2 separate regions of the Hordeum vulgare genome follow, and region 1 is linked to region 2. A link is a contact called in public HiChIP or PLAC-seq data. All regions are on one chromosome and are shown on one strand. Each heading gives the region's core, a stretch centred on a gene start, on an enhancer-like site or on the middle of the called end of the contact. The rest is flanking DNA. Distances are from core to core; before and after follow the strand shown.

Evidence for each region. HiChIP or PLAC-seq counts read pairs in DNA pulled down with a chosen protein or histone mark.
Region 1: a contact with region 2 is called in an H3K4me3 HiChIP or PLAC-seq map of embryo, with 2.4 times the contacts expected there. The contact joins the promoter of LOC123444107 here to the promoter of LOC123444105 in region 2. A contact is called at or near these places in 2 of 6 Hi-C or Micro-C datasets (both in leaf) and 1 of 1 datasets of contacts at active chromatin or transcription factors (embryo).

What each region holds. Positions count from the first base shown.
Region 1 is chr3H:430,962,868-430,969,392 of MorexV3_pseudomolecules_assembly, forward strand. LOC123444107 (aspartic proteinase NANA, chloroplast-like) reads left to right here and starts at 4,105. Exons shown (of 2, transcript XM_045120722.1): 1 at 4,105-5,247. The coding sequence starts at 4,706.
Region 2 is chr3H:430,713,925-430,720,710 of MorexV3_pseudomolecules_assembly, forward strand. It overlaps LOC123444105 (50S ribosomal protein L15), which reads right to left and starts at 3,097. Exons shown (of 4, transcript XM_045120718.1): 1 at 2,572-3,097; 2 at 820-903; 3 at 650-739. The coding sequence starts at 2,988. It overlaps LOC123444106, which reads left to right and starts at 3,183. Exons shown (of 14, transcript XM_045120721.1): 1 at 3,183-3,371; 2 at 3,483-3,633; 3 at 3,729-3,829; 4 at 6,174-6,261; 5 at 6,409-6,557. The coding sequence starts at 3,303.

The sequences.
Region 1 (6,525 bases), core at 2,855-5,354, 250 kb after region 2:
CAAAATGGACGTATCAACCCCAGGCCCATAGTTTTCGCTAGAGGCTTCTCTCTCGAAGAAAGCATACAGTGGGTAAACAAATTACTGTTGGGCAGTTGATAGAAAAACGGACGGTTATGAAATATTTATTCATGGCAATGATCACACGTATAGGCATCACGTCCATAAGCAAGTAGACCTACTCCTACCTGTATCTACTACTATTACTCCACTCATTGACTGCTATCAAACATGCATCTAGAGTATTGAGTAAAAACAGAGTAATGCTTGGGGCAAGGTGACATGATGTAGATAAAATCAACTCAATTAATATGAATAAACCCTATCATTTTATCCTTAATGGCAGCAATACAATATGTGTCATGTCCCCTTCTGTCACTAGGATTAAGCACCGCAAGATTGAACCCATCACAACGCACCACTCGTATTGAAGATAAATTCATCTAGTTTGCCAAGCCAAACCGGTAGATTTGAGAGAAATACGAATCTATAATAATCATGCATATAAGAATTCACAGATGACTCAAATACTTTTCATGAATAATATGAACTTAAACCCGTAATTCATCGGATCCCAACAAACACACCGCAAAGAGGCTTACATAGGATAGATCATGACGGAAATCACGATGATTTTTTTCATTGAAGAACATAGAGAGAGAGAGACATATAGTTACTAACTACAGACCCGTAGGTCTATGGTAGACTACTTACACATCACCATGGGATCAACAAGGTTGGTGTAGAGGCCTTCCATGATCGATCTCCCCTCCGGCAGGGCACCGGTACAGGGCTCCAAATGGGATCGCGGCAGAATAGAAGCTTGGAGTGATGGAAAAAGTATTTTGGGTGGCTCTTTGGTGTTTTTCCAACATATTAGGATTTATAGATGCGGAGTTAGGGCAAGAGGCGTCGGAAGGTGGTCCCAAGCCATGAGGGCATGACCACCCACTCGCCACACCCTGTTGGCTTGGTGCCACCTCGTGTGCTGTATGATCTCCCTCCGAAGCTTCCATGTCTTATTTTTGTCCAGAAAAAATCATCAAAAAGTTTCCTTGCATTTGGACTTCGTTTGGTACTGATTTCCTGAAAAGTCAAAAACATGCAAAAAACAACAACTCGTACTACGCACTTGGTTAGTAGGTTAGTTCCCAAAAATGATATAAAATAACATATAAATGCACGTAAAGCATCCAAGATCAATAATATAATAGCATGGAATGATACAAAATTATAGATACGTTGGAGATGTATCAGACGACGACCATGAAGAAGTTGATGATGCCTAAGGAACGGTGCGTGTAGTCCATGAAGAGGAGGGAAGGGAGGCACGCGAAGGAACGCAAGCTCAAAGATGGCGAGGCTGCCACCCTTGCCGCCGCAGCACGGCAAGAGGAGACCAACGCCATAGGCATTGCGGCTACGAGGGACGCCCTTATCTACCTAGGATTAAACCCTAGTCAGCACGGGCTGACCGCCGCCATGACCGCTGCCAGCATCTGCTCCTCTGCCTTCTCTCGTGCTCCGCTCCCTAAGTTGATGCGCACGTCCACCGCACCGGCAATGGTTGGCTTCCATCATCACTACCTGCATGTGTCTCCTTTCTACAGGGAATGCTTGCCGGAGGTAAGCATGGTGGTGTCGTGCACACTCGCGCCCATACGCATCGACGTCAATGCCATGCCGGTGGCCGGTGGATCATCTTTCGGGGGCTAGAGGAAACGCCTGCGGGAAACACTAATCAGCATGGTTTCGGGCGACCGCAACCTGTTCGACAAAATGCCGACCACGGATGCCGCCGCTGCCGACCGTTTCATCATTGAGAACATGATCTTCGAAGGTGGTGTGGGTGTCGCTATCTTCGATCCTGATGAAACCCAAAGCCAAGACGGCTGAAACACCTTCATGGCCGACCCCTTTGTATGTGGTGGCACAACCGACCCCTTCATGCAAGGCCAAGATGGCACGGACACCTTCCCCGCCAACCACGAGTTCCTAGAGGACTACCGCCTTGAAGAATAAGCAGATGAAGTGGACATCAACGGGGCACCTTTGTTCGAAGGGGAGCTTTCCAACCAAGCCCAAGAAACCAAGAAGCGCCAAAACAAGTGGACCAAGGCATACATGAAGGATGAGGAGAAGATTCTTTGTGAATGTTGGAGGGAGGTTGGACAAGACCCCAAGATCGGTGACGAGCAAAAGTAATCTACCTTTTGGCTTCGTGTTCATCGTGAATTTCATGAACGCAAGAACTTTCCGTCGTACAAAATGAAGAGCAAGCACGTGTGGGTGTCCATCTCAAAGCATTGGAGGATGATTCAACAAGAGTGCGACAAGTTTTGTGCAAGCCTTGATAGCATGGACGGACGCACCGTAAGCGGCCTCGGCATCAAAGACATGGTAAAACATGCATCCATCTTTGTTTCCATTGTGCTTGCATGTCCATTTTGCGCATGTGCTGGCATGATATACATTTGTAGGCATTTCATGCTTTGGAGGCTTTCAAGGCCCAACATGAGAAGTCCTTCAACCTCGTACATTGTTGGATGGTGATCAACTCGGGCAAGAAGTTCAGGGCGCAATATGCCGCCGCAAAGGCGCGTGGAGGGACTGAAGTCGTTGAGAAGCATGGCGAGGAAGAGATACCTCAGCCGCGGGGGAACACCAACTCGGAAAAAGAGGATAAGCATGATGTTGCCTCGATTGCCTTGCATGCCACTTTGGAAGGCATGATGAGCAAGAAGGACACACGGAAGGAGAAGTGCCGACAAGACAAAGAAGAGCAAATGAATGCTTTCATGAAAATTCAAAGAAAGAGGCTTGAACTCGATGCAAAGAAGCAAGCGAAGAGGCTCGAGATGAAGGCAGAGAATCAAGCAAAGATGCTCGAGATCGAGGCTGCCAATGCGAAGACCAAGGCAAACGAAGTGGCGTTCGCTAGCATGATGACGTGCGTGGAGATCATGAAGGTTGACTTGAGCAGTGTCCCTCACGAAGCGGTCTTGGTTCGAGAAGATGCAGGCCGACATGCTCAAGTTCGACGACGAATGATCTATGGTGGTGAAGAGCACCATATTTTTTGGTATGCCGGCAATTGTGCTACCATGACCACCGTCCAGATGGCGTGGTCGAACTTCCGTCCCTTTTTATGAGCTAGCAAGTGTGTCGGCATGAAGTGCATAATGATATTTTCTGCGTGCTGGCATGTATGCCAATCGTTGACATGACGTTGATATAAACTTTGGACGATGACATGGCCGCTGACATGATTTATGACCACGAGATTTATTATTATTATGTACGGATGACATTTGAATTCGAGCTTTGATCGTACGGTCATCCAAATGAAGAAGGAGATGTACAAGCCGAATCAAACGAACAAAAAATGGACATAGCACGCGTCTGTTTGGGTTGGACCATTGGATTGCTTTAACTCTAATTATTAGCAAACGATGCATTTGTGACGTGCAATGCCGGCAGGCGCGTGGCGAACAATGCTTATCCGAAGGAGACGATGACGTCCACTTGTTATTGCGTGGCCGCACTGCAAATAGGTCCCGATCGAGGTAGCGAAAGAAAGAAAACGAAGGGCGAATGGAAACACGAAAGGCTGCAGTCGAGAGTGGAGATAGATACGGCGAGCTCGCTGCGTTGCCCCTTGCCCGGTGCCTGAAGCGTGAGGTCGCGTAGAAGCCTGCGTCAAGCACAATCCGCCTGGCTACAGGAAAACGATCAGCTCGAACCAGCAAAACTGTCTTAGAACATCCAATTCGCGAGATGTACGCGAACGAAATCGGGACTCGACGTGACCCGGGGCTACTGCAGACGCATTTGTTTTGCGTGCATGGACACCCGTCCCGTGGCATGCATGCATGCATCCATCCAGTCCCCAAATGTGGACAGCGGTGATGGTAGCAGCAGCCCAGATCCCGACCGCCGGACGATGCTCAAGCAAAGCTACTGCTGCTGCGCTCACAAGCGACTGGGTCCGGAACGTAAGCAAGTTGCTGCTCTTCTCTGCTCAATGTAGGTGACCAGCGGACACCAAGGAAATGTTGTCTAGTGTCCCTATGACCGCGGCCGAGGATCCAGATTTTTCAAGTGGAATTAATCTACTCTCAAAAGTTGTAGTAGGAGTACTACTGAGTAAGCATCCGTGTTAACGGAAACAGATCCAACCGAAATCCGGCGCAGCGAGTCCCAGGAGGCTTTGACCCGCGGCGCGCACAAAGCACAATCGCAAGCGCCCAAAGCGCGTCGCGTCGCACCACCTCTGCAGCGGCCAAACGATGCCAAGCGCGGCAGGTGCCGCCCGGACTACGCACAGCACGGCACAGCCACCACCCTGAACAAAAACTAGCACTAAACTAAACTAAACAAACGTAAGCAAAGCTGCCCCCCCCCTCGCAGAGAGAGGGCAAGATAAATACGCACTCCAAAGCGGCACACACAAACCAACACATACCCGAAGCCCGAAACGCGAGCCCAAACAAAAGCACCAGCGCTGCTTGCCGCCGCGGCACAGCTCCGCGGCTTGCTTGCTTGCGTGCGTGCGTGCCTGTTCAGCCGGGAGGCGCATTGGCGCATACGGCCGTGCGCCGGCGGGCCAGACACACACACGCATCGCCGGGCGTCGCGTCGGCGGCCTAGCTAGCTAGCTAGCCGCGAGGCGAGACCAAAGAGCCGGCCGCGCCGTCGGCAGGCAATGGCGGGTCGCGGCCTGACGGCCCTGCTGCTCGTCGCGGTGTCCGCCGCGTTCTTGGCGGGCGCGCGCGCGGGCGGCGCCCGCCCGGGCAACTCGGCGCGGTTCGACCTGCTCCGCCTCGCGCCGGCGTCGCTCGCCGACCTGGCGCGCAGCGACCGGCAGCGGATGGCGTTCATCGCCTCGCACGGGCGGCGCCGCGCGCGGGAGACCGCCGCCGGGTCGTCCGCGGCGGCCTTCGAGATGCCGCTGACCTCCGGCGCGTACACGGGCATTGGGCAGTACTTCGTGCGCTTCCGCGTGGGCACCCCGGCGCAGCCGTTCCTGCTGGTGGCCGACACCGGCAGCGACCTCACCTGGGTCAAGTGCCGCCGCCCCGCCGCCAACTCGTCGGAGTCGGGGTCGGGGTCCGGGCGCGCGTTCCGTCCAGAGGACTCGAGGACATGGGCGCCCATCTCGTGCGCCTCGGACACCTGCACCAAGTCGCTCCCCTTCTCCCTCGCCACCTGCCCCACGCCCGGCAGCCCCTGCGCCTACGACTACCGGTCAGCATCGCTCTCACCCGCCATTCCCATTCGCCATTCGCATTCGCATCTGCATTGCCATCCCCTCTACCGCACCGTACCAACCATCCCTGAGGGGAACACCACTTGTATGGCACTCCTCCTCCTATAGTACTTAGCCGTGCGTGCGTGCGTGCGTGCTAATCACCATCGATTGAATCGATCTGTGGGTGGGGCGTCGTTAATTGGCCCTGGCATTGATGAGGAGACGCGAGCAGCAGCAGCAGCAGGAGGAGGCAGAAGACGCCATTAGTGGTTGGTTGGTGGGCGAGTCGGATCTCGCAGTTGCAATTTGCAGATGGCAATGGCATCCATCGCGGGGCCGCAGCGTTTAATCAATGCGGTGCCATTGATGCCATGCGCAGCTGCAGCAGCTCACTGCTCCGGCCAGCTCCGGCCTGCCTCGCCTTACTGGTACTGCTATACTACTAGTCCCACCACTTGTACTGCCAGACCGCACCACTGCACGGCATTGATTCGCTCGGCCATGTAGGGCGACGGTGCCCCTTCTCGTAGAGTATGTACTCACTCGTACCACTACTACTACCACCCAGGTGATTGTGATGGAGAAGGGGGGGAGCCTTCATGGTGATTGAGCTGAACTCTGGAGCCTGGAATCCCCGATCGATTTGCCGCTCGCTTGGCGCCGGCGTCTACTTCTAGTCATCTATCGATTGGAACATATTTATTGCGTCTACTTATAGTCTTCTAGAGGCGTGCGCTCGCTATGTATGCTTTCATGGGGCTGTCGCGGAGAAACACGCACAAAGACATCGTGGTCACCCCGCTCATGTCCCCAAGGCCGGCCATGGACCGAGACGAGCACACCGAGAGAGAAGAAGAAGAAAGCATCATCGACGCCGCCTCATGCCCCGAATCCTCCTCACAAAAGCGACGAGCTGAGATTGATCACATCCACATGCGCGCATATGCATCGGATTCGGATCCTTGCGGCGCTCGCTCGCTCGCCGGCCAGAAAGAAAGGGGTCGCGCAGGCAGGCAGGTTATCTATCTAGTTTTTGCGTGTGTGTGTGTGATTATCTATCAGTGTGGGCGCTTGCTGCATGTGCACGCTGCCGGGTGTTCATATCTAGGCCGCCCATTTCTTTTTCATGTTTAAGTACAATGTTTGGGCAGAGAAAGGGGAACGGCGGTCGCAACTGTGGTGGCTGCAGTATACTATACTCGACTTTGCTTGGCTCGGCTTGGCTTGGTCATGTGCATGGTGGATTGGGCTGTACTCCATCACTGCCTGCCTGC
Region 2 (6,786 bases), core at 1,847-4,346:
TACGCTATAGCGTGCTATTAGGGACGCTATAGCGCGCTATTTTTTCACTGCTTAAAATACATTGCAAGTAAAATCATGCTAAATTTGTACTAAGTCAGCGACAATTGATATTTTTTTACTGCTTAAAATACATTGCAAGTAAAATCATGCTAGTGTTATAGGAGTACTACTAAGTCAGCGACAATTGATATGGGTCGGAGGGAGTAGTTTTTTTTGGTCACTGCCATCACCTATTACATACTTATATATGAATCATGTTGTATTAATTGGGCACATGCCAAACAATATTTCAACAATAGGAAAGCTATGTTTACTACTCACAGTTGGAACTCCCTCATTGCCTCTACAAAAGAGCCACTACTTGTACTCGACATGATTGCAAGCAATGGACAGACAGGTCATGCGGACATAACTAAATGAGCACATTCCACGATATCATTATAATGGTTAATGGATAAATGGCACTCGGCAGAACAGATACATTTATATGTTTGGATTATGTGTCATTGCATGCAGCAAGGAACAGAACAGACTCAGCCTGTGAAAAGTTGCACGTTATTCCTGAGAATGGAGGACTTGAAATGAACAAGAAACTATATGCTTATAAATATTGATAAGATTTAACTATTTCGAACTAGCTTCTGCTTGCCTCGAGGTGAACTGGCCATTTGATTTCTTCTGCACCACGGCCCATTAACCGAATCCCATCCTTTATTTGTTTTCCAATGGCACTTGTATCCTGATAAAGTGTGATAGAGAAGTTGATGTTGCAAAGAAGAAAACAGAAACAGGGCTAGTTCAAAGAAATGACTGTAGTACCTTCAGTGTCTTCATTGTGATCAATTCAGAGGAATCAATTTTTCCAGCATTGATGAGCTTTGCAATTTTTCCCAGTCCACAGGGCTGACCACAGCAAAAGATGACCAACATCACACTATGCCCATGGTGCCATTTGCAAATAAAAAATTGAACTTGAAGCATAAACAAAGTAATTGTCAAGTTGTTAAACAAGTTGTACAATAAACGTCCACATACCCAAATGAACACAAAATTTTAACGTTATTTTGTGGATGTTGAAGTCAGACATTAGCATGGATCAAATAGCAACCACAATTTGCTGAAAACAATCACTGCATGAACTAGCAGAGATAGGTACATCACGTAACAAATATCATGTTGGAATACTATTTCAGGAGACTGGAAGATTGTAAAGCAAACAGAAAGTTACTCCAGTGCTAAGTGCTGAACAGTAGATCACTTCACAGAACCCCTCCTGAAGGACTTGACAACATATGATAGATGCAATTCATTAGATTGTAAATTTTGATGCTTTACTAGGTCTTATGCTAGAGAGTACGTAACATGATCCAACTACATATTATAAGAATATGGCATGTTCTTTATTAAAAAGTATTCTTACAGTGCTCTTCACAATCTAATCTGCGTAACACTTAAAGAAATGTAACTCTGCCACATATGATACTTCTTTGAAACCTGCATACACACACAAGGTTCCGTTGTTCTTGCATACTAACACAGCACGAAATAGTGCCCACCACTTTACTAACATGAATTTATATATCCATTAAAAGATTAGATAATCTGTAAACTTTAATAATAAGCCTAGGTTTCCTTCCCAAACAAGTACCAAGAGTAGAGATTTTGTCCAATCAATAGTTTATTCTGTACTCCCTCTGTCAACTAATATAAGAGGGAGTAATATATATGTCCAAAATCATTGCCCAATTAGTGCACAATACCTCAGGTCTTACAACAAGTTAGCACAACCCCACCAATTATCTTATACAGCAAAGATTGGTGACCAATTCAATACAAAAGCCACGTATCTTGGCACTTGGTATGGATCCACCATTACTCACATATATCATACTCTACCGACTAGAAGATAGATAACTGAAATTGTTGACGCCCAAGCCAAGTCTTCCAAAGCTGCAAGCTGGTGCTGCCCTCACTGTAGCTTGGCCTATGAACATAATCTCTTGCTGTCTTATCAGTGCATACTATGTTATCTCAGCATGCCCATTTTACCAAAGCTCATAAGTTCATTACAAATGGCCGTTGCTAGGTAAAAATCCACCATCCCAGACTTTTCAGAATGCATAGTAAGGCATTTTTGTGCTGCCTTTTGCCATTTTTAACACACGATTCTACTGTTGTGCACTGAGGAACAAAATGATCTAGAAGCTCGTCTAAGAGCTACCACTACAGATAGGGCTCTAGCAAGCTCAGTAAGAAATTCCTTCCTCTAACTAAGGAGCTTCTACGAAGGGAACATAATCCTTATCAAGGTAGCACTCGGAATAAGCGGTAGTAATATCAAAATATGTGAACTACGTGCACAGAACACAGATCAAACACCTTATGTGCAGAAATGTTGACCCGTGCAACTTCCGGTCATCGAATCAAGCAACGTTCGAGGATGACAACTAGAGCACATACACGGAAACCAAGGAAAGAAATGTTGATTCGTGATCAAACAACCTAGATCGCAAACAGCAAATGACGCATTGCTGCAACGAAAGCAGATGAACAGAAATGCAAGAAGGGGACCTGGAACGTGAGTGAGAAGCGGTTCTTGAAGCCGCGTCGGGGGAGACGGCGGCGCAGCGGGGTCTGGCCACCCTCGAAGCCGAACCGAGCGGTGCCGCGCGCCTTCTGGCCCTTGTGCCCGCGCCCCGCCGTCTTGCCCTTCCCGGAGCCGATCCCGCGGCCCTTGCGCGTCTTCTGCTGCGTCGCGCCGGGGTTGTCGCGGAGGTCGTTGAGCCTCAGCAGGCTTCCCGCCGTCCTCAGTGGCCGCGACGCCTTTGGTGGCCGCGCCGCCGCTGACTGGGTGGCGTAGAAGTACGACGGCTGGCCAGGGGCGGGGAGGAGACGGGCGGGTGGGGCCGGGTGCGGTTGCGGGAGGCGGCGGGGGAGCACGGCGGCGGCGGGGATGGTGCGGAGGAGCTGGGAGGCGCGGCGCAACATGGCGGCTGTGGTACGCTGGCGGCTTCCTCCACCGGTCTGGGTGCGCCGGGGGTTTAGGGTTCTTTCCGTCTTTCCTTGGGACGGTGCTGAGTGCTGACTGCTGGCTAGCATCGTAGCCGTTGGATCCAGAATCAAAGGGTTAGAATGGACGGTTCCGCTTCCGCGGCATAACACGTGAGCCGCTGGCCGAAAAGTGGACGCTCAGGATCGCGTGCAGTGCAGTACAGTCTCGTCTCGCGCAGCGCCGAGCCGAGCCGAGGCCACCGCCGCAACACGCATCCCAAAAATCCCGAGCCTCCTCGCCGCCGGCGGCCATGGTGTCGCAGCACGGCATCCTCCTCGCCACGGGCCTCATATCCGACCACTTCGGCCCCCTCGTAGCAGTAAGTTCCCCGTCCACCTCCTACCCTCCCGTCGTTCCCTGGTACTGACATTGTGTCAGCGTGCTCGTGCGTGTGAAGCCCTAACCCCCGCCGCCCGATCCCTTCCCGCAGAAGGTGTGCGACTGCCTCCTCCGCCAGGGGGCGCTGCAGCTGCAGGAGATTGTGCGCCGTCTCAACCTCCCGCCCGGGCAGGTGAAGAACTCTCTCCTCGTCCTCATCCAGCACAACTGCGTTCAGGCCTTCTCGTCGCCCAGCCCCAGAGGCAAGCCCATACGCAAATCCCTTGACTATATGATTTGATGATTCGATTCGATGCCCTGCTAGTCGGTGACTCCATTAATTTTTCTGTGATTGTAGGCGATAGGACCATGACGCTCTACTTGACCATCTTCAACAATGTCCTGCACCGGCTGCGCTTCTCAAAGTTTATCTCTGTTATCCGTGCGGACATTCCAGAGGTCCGTACTTGGATGCGCACTTGATTTTGTTCACGCTTGCTTGTTAAAATCTGGGATTGATCAGAACAGCATCCATAATTCTCTGAATGCTGAAATCAGTGTGGAGCAGATGGTACTGTAGATTTTGTGCACCTACGAATTGTGCCTTGTGATCCTCGTTTCCAGATCCATATCAACATTGATCAATGGTCTAGAGGCGATGACATGGGGTAACTAAGATATCTGGGAGTATTACACTAAGGATTATTAACATGCCCTAAAACAATCACAATGCATCTTGATCTTGATTACTGATCTAGACTTGATGAGTGGGGCACTTGCAAATTTAGGTCGGGGTCCTGAGGCTGTGTTTTACTCTTTCATGATATTTAGGTACTGCAATCACTGTTGGCAAATAGAAGCTAGCTAATCCATTCTATCTGGAGTTTGCTGTTCAGTGTAATCAAATTATTGTAGTGCTGTACGTCTGAGCATGTTCTTCTTACTCCCTTCAAGATCATAAGGCATCATCTTTTTGTCGACAAACATTTTCTTCTATATGTGGTGCAGGACGAACTGTTTCATATTCTTACTATTCCAGCTTGATCATTCCAATTGTTTTAAACTAATGCTGTATTCACATCCTCGATTCATCCTCTGGGTTGATCTCTAAGTATGTTAGGCTGTGGTGCATGGCACGATGTATGACCCTATTTCCAATGTTCCTCACACTTATTAGGGGTGTCAAGGGTCCGTATTATCCATATTATTGGACTACTGTATTTGATAAAATACAAATATGGCTAAGATTTTCCTGAATTATTAACGTTCTGTATTTTCTCACATATTCATATTTGTACCCTGCCCTGAGGATTGAGAACTTGTGCACTCTGAAATCCCCCCAATCCATAATACTAGAGCATGTCAGAATCTGAACAAGCATTCACTTTTGCAGAAAGATGATCATATCTGCATTGCATAAAATAAGTTGCCTTATACTCCCTCCGTTCCTAAATATATGATGTTTTGGTAGTTCAAATTAAACTACGAAAACGTCATATATTCAGGAACGGAGGGAGTATCACACGGGATGTGTAACTATTTTTTTGTACAGTGTACATATGATGATACAAACATAATTGTTTGCACAACCTTTTTCTTCTATATATACTGTAACATGTTTTAATACAACAGTTTTTGGTATTTTTTAATGCACGTGTACTAAGGGGTGCATATGGATATGTGTTTATATTTAACTCTCCTGGATACAGTTTTGGTATAGACTTGTGCCATTTTAATTGCAATTTATTATTTAAACTATTTGTATTTTTACTTAATATATCAATATACATATTTAATTGGACTAAAGTGTTATAAAAGTCATTAGGTTCTTGGTTTGATGCTTGTGATGTTGTGGCCGTTCCCTATTCTCCATCCATGGTAACAGAGGTGGATTGACAGGGCAAGGGGTGAATGCTGTTGGCTGTGGGGAGGAGAATACCAGAGAGAGGAAGTTGGATGGCACAATGGTTTGGATTGGATAAGCATGAAAAGACTATCTGATACTACTGAATGACATCGAGATATTTTTCGATACTAATATCTGTTGAATTCAGTGCTCTTTAGAGTATATGCACACAGTCTGAATGAGATATAGCCAAAGATAACCATGCAGTTGGCAAGTGAAGGAATCATCGGAAATATGCGGATACGTAATGACATGCACAACATCCTAACCGCTTAGGAGATGTGCAGGAGGATGAGTCTTATTGCGTAACAGTGATAACTGATAAAGGCGTATTAGGTGGTTGTAAAATATGGCTCCAGTTAACATGGCAATGCGAAATACTAATTTGATTTGTTAACGGTTAGTTTGTCAGTTGTTGCAAAAATAAAACATGTCATATATCTTAGTGGATGTGCAGGAGGATGAGTCTTATATTTCTTAACAATGATAACTGGTAAAAACATATTAGGTGGTTGTAAATTATGGCTCCAGTTACCATGGCAGTGTGAAATGCTAATTTGATTTGTCAACGATTAGTTTGTCAGCAGTTACAAAAATCAAACATGTCACTTATCTTAGTTCTTGATTTGATTCCTTTTTAGGTGTTTAATAAATATGCTGGTAATTATTGTTTGTGATAGGCTGGTAGTTGATAAGAGAAACAGACAGATAACATATCTTGCCTGAACTTACATTCTAATTGTTCTGGTGCTATTTTTGCTACAAAATGTGTGGTCGTTTCCAGGGCCATTCTCAGAAGAAAATAAAGTTAATTTTGACATTATGCCTACAATCATTTAGTAGTTGTAACTTTTTCAATGTTTATGACATTATGCATAGAACTTATGTATCTTGCAGTCGGAAGCTCTTATTGAGGGATTGCTTCAGAATGGTAGGCTAACATTTGACCAACTTGTGGGACGCACAATCTCTAAAGTGCCAGAAGGTATGTCCTTTTAATTTGTTGAAGTTGTTATTGAATCACCCACTGTTTTTTATGATGATATTCTCTTTCCTTTTTCCTATAATCTTTGATATTTGCCGGTGATAGTGACTATTACTTTTCCCTGATAATGGGTCATCCATGTTCCAGGCACCATCCGACCAGCAAGGGAAGAAATACGAATGAACTTCAACAGGCTTGTGTCTGCACGTTATGTGGAACGTTGCCCAAAAGCTGAACCCCATTTCAATCCACAGGAAGATGAACAATCTACAACTGCAAGGAAAAGAGCTCCTAAAGTATGTAAAGCGATTCCCTGTTATGGGCATTCCTGGTCATTTTAATAGGCCTCTACTTACTTTTACAGTTTTCTACTGTAAACTAATACAAATGCATGCAGGATTGGTAGAAGCTGACTAGTCTGGTTAGTTTAGTAACTTGGTATTGTAATTAGACATCTTAGCAAAGCGCTAATTAGCTAGCTCAGTGGTTTGGGTCCTTTTTATGCGAGGCCTGTGGACATTTTGT